2 separate regions of the Xenopus tropicalis genome follow, and region 2 is linked to region 1. A link is a contact called in public Hi-C data. All regions are on one chromosome and are shown on one strand. The core of a region is the stretch at or near the end of the contact, and the rest is flanking DNA. Distances in the headings are between cores, read along the strand shown.

Evidence for each region. Hi-C and Micro-C count contacts between places; a contact is called where the count stands out from the background.
Region 2: a contact with region 1 is called in a Hi-C map of neurula embryo, with 4 times the contacts expected there. The contact joins the promoter of LOC100485637 here to the enhancer-like site in region 1. A contact is called at or near these places in 3 of 5 Hi-C or Micro-C datasets (gastrula embryo, neurula embryo and tailbud embryo).

The regions. Positions count from the first base shown.
Region 1 is chr1:139,763,764-139,768,586 of UCB_Xtro_10.0, reverse strand. No RefSeq gene overlaps it. Among named protein-coding and RNA genes, the nearest start is that of mir208, 11 kb to the left of the region's middle. Within about 2 kb of position 2,821, at least 2 of the 11 cell types and tissues checked have an H3K27ac peak or open chromatin away from gene starts, as enhancers often do. A contact at or near this core is called in neurula embryo, where this site is marked.
Region 2 is chr1:139,935,260-139,940,347 of UCB_Xtro_10.0, reverse strand. It overlaps LOC100485637 (myosin-7), which reads left to right and starts at 2,818. Exons shown (of 39, transcript XM_031891173.1): 1 at 2,818-2,895. It overlaps zfhx2 (zinc finger homeobox protein 2), which reads right to left. Exons shown (of 12, transcript XM_031891153.1): 12 at 3,377-5,088. It overlaps ap1g2 (adaptor related protein complex 1 subunit gamma 2), which reads left to right. Exons shown (of 21, transcript NM_001102735.1): 21 at 1-1,408. It also overlaps a transcript of thtpa not described here.

The DNA.
Region 1 (4,823 bases), core at 1,572-4,071:
TATGCTATTAAGTGGAAAATGCATGCCCATTGCAGACAACCAATATCCATATTTCTATCTATTTGGCAAGGTAGAGAATCTCATTGGGTGAAGACTAGATCCAGACCCCACCTGTATTTTTCAGGATTCAATTATTCACAGGTCTTGCCAGTGGGATGGCATGTCAAGGAGATTACTCGCCCGCTGTGTTTTTCGCTCCACGTGTGCCTCTGCCCTAAGGGTGAAGACACACAGCTACTACTAGCAGCTACTTGTCACAGCTACAAAAATAGACAATACTGTTCATTTACTGATAATTGTCTCGAAGTGTGTTTTAGCAGAGGCAATTTTCAATATTGTCTATGGCAGGGGATTTTCTGAAGTTTAGTACCCGTGACAAGTAGCTGCTACTAAGTAGCTCCGTGTGTCTTCACCCTAAGGGACAATGTTGATCATTTACTGATAATTTTTTCATGACTAATCAGATTACAGGGTAAAGCAGCTTTATTCACTGCACTCAATTTTTAGTCTCATCAATCAATTCATAAAAGTAGTGGAGGACAAAATCAATTGCTTTCAATCACAAAAACTAGTTAATTTATTAATTACCATTAACATTTAATTAATTGATAAATCCATTAGATATAATTTACACATAAATTCATAAAAACTACTGTGGCGTTCATAACGTTCATCAAGGCAATTTTGATCTGCCCAGATGGTATATGAATCTTTATTGCGCTTATGATCATAAAATCATTTGTACAGCGTAACCCAATGGAAAAGAGGATTCCATGATTGCAACCATGATTATATTGGTGCTTTTGACTTCAAGGCAGGCAAATATTGTCTATGGCAGGGTATTTTCTGGCCTTTAGTAACCATGTCAAGTAGCTGCTACTCAGTAGCTCCACATGTCTTCTACTAAGATATCTATTTAGTCTAATGGCACAAAAATTAACAATAAAGTCCCATATATTGATTCTTATGAGAATTGCCCAAACCCTTGTGTCCACTTACAGGTCAATCACTTATTGCTCAAAAATCTTGGCTAATACATTTTCTAGTGATATATTTGCCTGACCCCTAGGGGCAGATTTACTAATCCACGAATGGACCAAAAGCGCCCGAACGCTTTTTTCGTAATGATCGGTATTTTTGCGACTTTTTCTTATGTCCCGCAATTTTTTCGTCGCCGTTACGACTTTATCGTATATTTTCCGCGACTTTTTCATCGCCGTTGCGAAAAAATCGGATTGGTTTTTCCGCCGTTTACAATTGCTCGATACGAAAAAATCGCGACGGAGACAAAAAAGTCACGCAAAATACAATAAAGTCGTGACGGCGAAGGAAAAAGTGCGCAAAATATGGAAAAAACGCAACGGCGACGAAAAAGTCGCAAAATTTTAGTTTCCAATACGATTTTTTCCCATTCGGGATTCGAATTCGTGGATTAGTAAATGTGCCCCCTAGTGTGCTGCCAGTGCAGCCGATTCCTATAGGAATCAACCGAGGGGAGAGTAAGTCTAAAAAAATTGTATCACTTGTCCACAAATCTGAAAAAAGTTCAGGTGAATGAAAGCGTGATACTAATCGCGTGCAGTTTTTGCTTTCCAGATTAGTCTCCGCAACTTTTTAGTTGCAGCGACTAATTGCTGCGTATGTCTTCACCCTATGTGTAGAAGTAGCCTTCTACTCACATGACAAAGTACACTGCTGTAGCTACTGAAGGCAGGGGGTAAAATTGCTGCCTGAAGGCACTGAGATAGGAGACCTGTGACACTGTAGTGACAAGCTGGCTGTGTTTGGGGAAAAGAGTGGGGGATGGTCAGGTACAAACGAGAGCCCCCTGTGCAAAATTTGCAGTTCTCTTGTTACACCACTGCAAAAGTTCTCAGCAGTTTCTGCATATCTACTTAATTTTATACAAGCAGTTTCTCTTTTTAGGAGAAGAAAAAGCTAAATTGTAATGGCAGTGGACAGTGCTCCTGTTGAGAAAACTGCACCGGCCCTGTGTATATGTGAGCAAATGTTCCTCTTCCTCCTGTCTTCTTTCTTCAGAATCCCAGGGCAGAGGGCAGACTTATGCGCAGTTGAGCAAAAAAAGCTGGCCTTTTTATTAAAGTTAGCTTTTCACTCTATTGAGCATGTGTGGAGATTGAAGAAGGAAACTCTTGCCTGCATCCACCCCTCCGGCCGGTGCAGTTTTCTCCTAAGAGGAGCACAGGCAAGAGGTTTCAGGTAAGCGATTAAAGTCACTGGGGGGTGCCTAACATTTTGGCATCCCCCAATGATGTACCTTTTCCTTCTCCTTTAGGGTTAAGTCGATGCAGGAGGAAACGTTGCGTGACTTACCAAATCAACGTCAATGGCTTTCCACCGCCGACTCCTATTGTTGCCAGTGGAAAGCTTTTTTTGGTGCTTACCCTTAAGCCTATACATTTTGGCATCCCCCAATGATGTAGCTTTTCCTTCTCCTTTAGGGTTAAGTCGATGCAGGAGGAAACGTTGCGTGACTTACCAAATCGACGTCAATGGCTTTCCACCGCAGACTCCTATTGTTGCCAGTGGAAAGCGTTTTTGGGTGCTTACCCTTAAGCCTATACAGTATGCATAATCACATCCTGACATCAAAGGAATGCCTATTATTTTTTAAAATATTATTTATGGCCACTGATGTAGTAAATCTGTTCCGCCTGAGCTGATGGATATTTGCAGGACTGCTCCCTATCACACTTCCTGCTCTTTATTCCTAGAATGTCCCAGAGACCATGTAGAGCAGCTGGGGACTAGGCAGGACAGCTGGATAATGCTGGGGGATGTGCAGACACTGTCACTAGTGCTCTCACTTACCACTAAAATGGTGTAACATGATCTCAGTGCCAGATGCTATGGCTGAAGTGGAAGAGTGTAAGATGTTGGAGATGCATATATATATATATATATATATATATATATATACTTATATATAGCCATGACCAAACATGAAGTGCAAAGTCTAGATTTACCAGAATAGCAGAAAAATTCACACGTCACCTATCTGGAGCATTTATTTCTATCTGATAAAATGTAAAAATTCAGAAAAATAATTTTTTTCAGGATTCTTTAGCCAATCACAGCTTGCAGTCAGGCCAGCACTCTGCATATATAAGAATCAGAGCTAACCCTAGTTTTGCCCTTGCTAACCCTTTCTTATTGTTCTAGACATGTACAGAAGACCTTAGAATGTTAAACAGAACAAACCACTAAACAGTTGCTGGAGTGAAGAGAGCTGGGCAGTAGAACAACACATTCAGACTTTCAAATGTTTACATTAATTGTTTGCCCATGAAAGACTGAGCTGTGCACTTCTTCTTTCCTCTTTTTTATTTGACTTTTATGGTTAATGTGTAAAGTATGGCCTGGAGACTGTGGATACAAGCTGTTTCTACTAAAGAGAGGTAACTGCTATGATACATTACAGCCCTAACCCACACCTTGCATGCAATGGCTGAAATCAAACCAATGCTAGCCTTTGTGCCACTGTGTTGCCAAAACCCCACATTTATATGTATAATGATGTGTAAAGAGTTTACTAAAGAGTGTTAAAATAATGGTCCATAAATCAACACCATAATGATTATAGCACCCAAGTTTATTAAAGTGCTAAGTGCCTAATTTGTCTCAAGAGAGCTATTGCCAGCATTTATTTTGACAAGCTGCTGGTTTCGCATCACTTCTGTATTCCAAAGTCAAGCAAAGTTTTCTCCTGCAGGCAAATTAAAGTGACTTTGAAAACCAAATCGAAGTGAAGGCCTTTACAGTTGACTCCTATTGTTACAGAGGAAAGGCATTTTAGAGCTGATAGTCGCCTGCGATAGCAGATATCTATCACGGACAACTGAACCGTTTTGTGTGTCTTTAGCTTTAAGGTGCCCATACAGGCACCAATGTTATCTTATGAAACAAGATCATAAGATATTCAGTGTGTGTATGGTGGATTGACGAGGCGACTGATATCGGCAAAACCTTTGGATATTGGGCAGGATGAAAAATTTTGATCGGGCGCCTTTGAAGGTGCCCAAAGATTGGCTGTACGTTAATGCTGAATCATCAGATAGGGGCAGAATTCCTATTGTTTCCACCTGCTTATCTGATGATTGAGCTCTTAACATTAAAGGAGAAGGAAAGGTTAAGTCACTTGGGGGTGCCAAAATGTCAGGCACCCCCAAGTGACTTAAATTGCTTACTTTTTACCCCGGGCTGGTGCCCCTGTTCAGAGAGAACAGCACCAGCCCGGGGTAGCTGCGAGCGCTTCCACTTCCGTATTCGCTGCGCGCGCATGCGCAGTAGAGTGAAAAAGCCGAACTGAAACATAGAAGTAGGCTTTTCACTCTACTGCGCATGCGCTGGCCCTCGGATTTCGCCGGCAGTGTGAAGCCGGAAGGAGGAAGGCTCGCTACAGGTACCCCGGGCTGGTGCTGTTTTCTCCTAACAGGGGCACCAGCCCGGGGTACGGGGTAAGCGATCTAAGTCACTTGGGGGTGCCTAACATTTTGGCACCCCCAAGTGACTTAGCCTTTCCTTCTCCTTTAATGGAGTGGAGGAACGATTATTTCTGCAACCAATGGTCTCAGGAAAATTTGTTATTGTATGGCCAACTTTAGTGCTGTATTGGGTCAACATTTCTGCTATAAATCTCATGGATTTATTAGGGCCTAATATAACTACTGAAAAAGACAACACCAGTAACAGTTCATTATAAATTATCAATCAATTGTATTAATAAAATAATTATTACCAGCTTATCAACATATTATCAAGTTAATTATAAGAAATTCATATCAGTTATCAATGAGTTATCA
Region 2 (5,088 bases), core at 1,569-4,068, 170 kb before region 1:
GTCTTCGTTTTTCATTTTTGCAAAATGGAAATACTGTACAGGAAATGTGTGAAATCAGCAACTTCCCTTTTGGGACATGGCAATGACCTTAGGTTTTTCGACATCTATTCATGACACTACATGGATTAAGATTCCTCAAATCCAAGACAGTGAGCTGTGACACTGTTTGACTAATAACTGAACTTAGCACTGTTAATTAGATATTAGGAATACGAGAATAGTTTATAATGTTGTAGCTGTATTAGCCCCTTTGCATTACTGCAAAAATAGTATTTCATTAGTATGTGGGTACTTTATTTAGACTAAGAATCTCTGTTCAAAGTTGAACATTAAAGAGATGTGCTCTTTTAGTTTGCTTGACCTAAAAGAAAAGATTGCATCTTACACAAACTTGGCATAGGATCTAAAATGTCTAAATAAAAATAACATACTACTGTGATCCATTTTGCAATAGATAACATTAAAAATTAAACTAGAAGTTCCTCTGGAAGGAGAAAATCTGACATAAAGGAGTTAAACATGAAATTACATCTTTACAGAGCAGAGCTGGTATGAAATATGGACCTTGTACTTAAAGGATAAGTAAACCTTTAAACTAAGTGAATGTATAATTGATATCCACAGTAATATGTCAAATCACTGGACTTGATGTATTTTTTTTTTCTTGAAAACCTGACTGGCTTTCTCAATTCAGAATGACTTGGACAAAGATCTTCCTGTAATTAAAACCCTGGATGGAAGTGTTAGTCTAAGAAATTTTACATTCAATATCTTTTTTTAATATTACAAGAAATGTAAATATGAATTAATTATGTTACAAAAGGGACACCTGCTGCTCAGTTTCCGACTGAAATTGAGTCAAGAAACAAGTCAGAAGAAAGAAATAGGGCTGTTGCAATGTTTCCCTGTTTAGGAAAGACGCAACAAACTTTATCTGAGGTTTCGTATGTTTTTCCCAACAGAGGAACATCAGAGCAGGCCTCTTTCTTTCCTCGACTGGATCACGGTTAGAGAATGACCAGCAGGTGGCATGTTGTAACAAAATGAATTCATACTAACAGTATATATGTTTCTATCTTGGAATATGAATGCTAATTGCAATTATTTTAAAGGTTTGCTTATCCTTTAAATAGAAATAAGAAACAGTGTGCCGTACCAACTTTATAACAAAAACAAATACTAAAATATGCAAAACAATGCTAGACTATTACTTGTAATTTCAGTATTACACTACCAAGCAAGTTACATTTGCTACAGACTTAACACAAACTTTCATTGTTATAAAAAGTTTACAGTTGGGGTGAGCTTTTTATCCACCAGGGGGGCAGCTAGTGTGAAAGTTCATTTGTTCGGAGGTTGAAAGGTTTTTTGTTTTTTTTAAATAAAGATTTTTTTTTTTTAACAACAATCTGTTGCTCCACTTTTCATAAGTATAAGCAATTGTTAATACTGCAAAATTTGCAAATGTAATTAGCAGCATTAGCTTTTTTAATCTTAAATGTATTTTTCCCACAGCACCAAACTAATCACACCACCTTTATTTCAGATTTTTAAATATGTATTATTAGAATGCTAAAGTAAAGGTGAAGATAGATGTTTTAATGGCAAAGGAGTAATAAAAAATGTACATGTAGTCTTATGTTATTATAGTACCTACAGTACCTCTGTTTCACCTGCTGGTGGTGCTGTCTTACTAACTCCTTTTGCCTTACTTCCCATTTTGCCATGCCTTTTGCACTAAGGCACTCAATAAAGAGCGACCAGTAGTCTAATGAACACTAAGAGCTACTAAGAGAGATCTGCCCAGCCACCGTTAACCCTTTTGGCTGCCATATAAATAAAGCTGGCAATTCCCTTAGGCTGTTTGTGTTAATTAGGATTTGTGAGCATAATGAATTCTCCAGCTAATTAATGCTGTGTGGTGATGTTGAGGGGGGGGGTGACTGAATTTGTGTGAAAGCGGGGGATGCAGGCCGTTGTGATGGAAGGGGGCTCATGTGAGTGGCACAGAGCCAGCCTGTACCTGCCTCCTTCAAGATGACAGACTGCAAGAGACAACAGGGAGAAATAGAGAGACAGCGCAGTAAAAGCAGGGAGAGTGCGCAGAGTGTAGCAGATGCATCCGCCATTGAAAAATCAGCATCTCTTCTACCCTCCCACCAATATTCAGCCATATATATTTCACCCCCACCCGCATGAGCTCCCTGAGGTGTGAGCTGGCAGCTGTGGGCACTGACCATCTGTGTGCGTGTTCATGTATTCGCGTTTGTGTATGCCCTGCGTGCGCGTAACCAGGCAAAGAGCCTGGCAGAGAGAAAGAGAGAGAGAGAGTGGGGCAGAGAGAGACACAGACGGGGAACAAGACAGCATGAGAGATATGCATTGGCAGTGAGATGGGCATAAAGAGGCATATAGCGGGAGTTGGCAGAGCTACAACGCTGGCGTACAAGCTGGCACAGATGCGGCCCCTTCAGACCTGGCACCTGGTACTTATATTGTGTGGAACAGAAAACGCATGAAACTGAGTGCGGGAGAAAAGGCGAGAAAGGAAATGTGACAACATGAGACATGTCACAAGAAAGGAAGAGAGACTGGCACATGAATGCTGTCCATCTTAATCATTCTATTCTATAATGCGACATAGTCACTAAGTGATTGTCATTCGTGCGCTGCAAATTGCCCTTTGTGTGCATTTGTCCTGTACGTGATATGTGTCCATATATGTGGCCTTGTCATAACGTCAACGTGTCCAGCATGCCACACTGAGTCATGGCCTAATACCAAAGATGAGTAAAGAAGAGAACCATGCAAGGTAAAGCGAGACATCCATATGATCATCACATAAGGCTGTCAGCGAGACTCCAAGGGAAGGATACGAGAGACCTCCAGAGAATGGTGAGAAAGACTAATGCACAAAGAACATACCAGTAAAAGTACTATAGTATTACTGAAACCCTTTGCAAGGTAGACTGGGCACAATGTATCTTCCATCATATACCTGGCGCTTGAATGGGCAGCACTATAGCCATAGTTTCCAACATCTAAAGAAATTGTGCCTAGGGGCACTTTACTGCAGTCTTTGTGCAGCTTGTGAAAAAACCTTAAAATGTGCATGGGGATCATACCCACTTATACATGACCTGCTTAATAGACGCTAATTTAATAATTGTACTTTAAGTTCACAGTCGCATAAACCACTGCTTTGGGCAAAATAGAAATAATTCTGGAAGCTGGTATTAAACACATGCTTCATTACAAAGCATGATTATTCCCTAGTGGAAATATTCAAATGGTTATATTGTAATAATCGGTATGCTATAGCTTACTTTGTACTGGTTAACAGCAGGGATATAAATTACAGAAGACACAAACAGGATAACATTTTATGTTAGTTTTTATATTTTTTTTACCATTTATACATCACTCAGAAACTCTTTGCATGCGACAATCCATGGCGGGTGAGCAGCTGGTCACTAGACAGGGTGAGGATACAGGTAGAACATGGGACACACATAACTCATACACTATGAGCTGGAACGATGTGCTCTGGTTGGGCAAGCTGTGCTTGACTGTGCTGTCGTAGTGTTCGCAGAATTCTTATTTCTTTTTGTTGAGGCATCTGCCATTTTACCTGAATGTTCAACCAGAGCTGCAGGCCCAACCTGCATGTGGCACACATAAATGTGAGCGGAAGTGGATATGATAAAAAAAAGAATACTTAATTGGTTTTGTTGATAGCAGGGAAATAGACCTGAGTGCAGACGATGCCTATGTAGCGCAAGAACAGAGTAACCTCAAATACTGGCCACAATAAACATTGAGATGCACACTGTCATACACTAAAGCTGGCTAAGGGCATGAATGGCATGATTAGCTGGCCAATAATAGAATATTTATGCAAGATATTTAGCAGTTTAATTTTCATTTGGTTGGGTAAATACCCTAAACACTCTAGTATTGCATCTTTGCATTTAACATTCATGTAAAATCTTTAAAAAAATCCACAACTGGGAATTTGTACAAATTTGTTAATGCTCACCTAGCATGTAACCTCTTGACCTAGCACATATATATATTTATATTATCTTATCTTGAAATTCAAATGGCCATACTATAAATACAGTGTGTGTGTAACTCATGGTCATTCTGTTTTATGTGAGGGAAGTAAAATGCCAGTTACTTTGACCTTACTATGACAGTTTTGGCATGATTCCCCCAGTAGATATGTACTGGAAAAATCACTCTGCTAAAAATTAAGGCTAAAGAATAGTGCTTGTAATAACAGAGAAAGCAGATGTCTAGGGAGAAGAAAGGAAAGGATAGTAGGAAACTAGAGAGAATGGATGTAGGCAAAGAATGGGAGCTGATAAGCAAAGGGCTGAGTAGAGAGAAGAGAAATTGTGAACAACAGGGATAACGCATTGGGAGGGAAAGGTCAAAAATGATAAATAACTATAAAAGAAAAATAAAATGTTAGGAAAAATTAAAACTTGAGCACACAGCACAATGTATAAAGTCTGGAATACAACGGAAGAAAATACAAAAATCACAGATCATAAAACAGCTGAATATCTGGTCAAAAATAAAAGTGAGATGGTTAATGTATGAGAGAAAGGTAAACACAAAGTATCACAGAAAGAACAGAGGGTGGAGGAGCCTATGGATAGGGAAAAGGGATCATGGGACAAAAGAGCTGACAATAGGCATGGGCAGCAAAATGCTAGGGAACTGAAAAGACAAGATTTTTTTTTTTTTTTAAAGAAAAGCCAAATTAAAAAACTAAAAAAGGGTGGCACACTGAGAGTAGTGCAATAAGCTTGATATGACACATACGGTATAAAATAATTATAATGATGATATTAAAAGCAAAAAGAGTAAACCTGATAGAATGGGGCATAGTATTTAAAAGTGTAGTTGACAGCTAGTGCATTCTGGTAACATTTGCTGCTGGTCAGATAACTGTTTAATGCTGGGGTATGCTTACAATACAGGTACCAGAGTCAGCAGGTGATTGTTGTAGCCTTTGGTCAACAGAGAATGCCCCGCATGTGAATTGTGGGTTTAAATACCCAAGTGAATGTGCCTTAA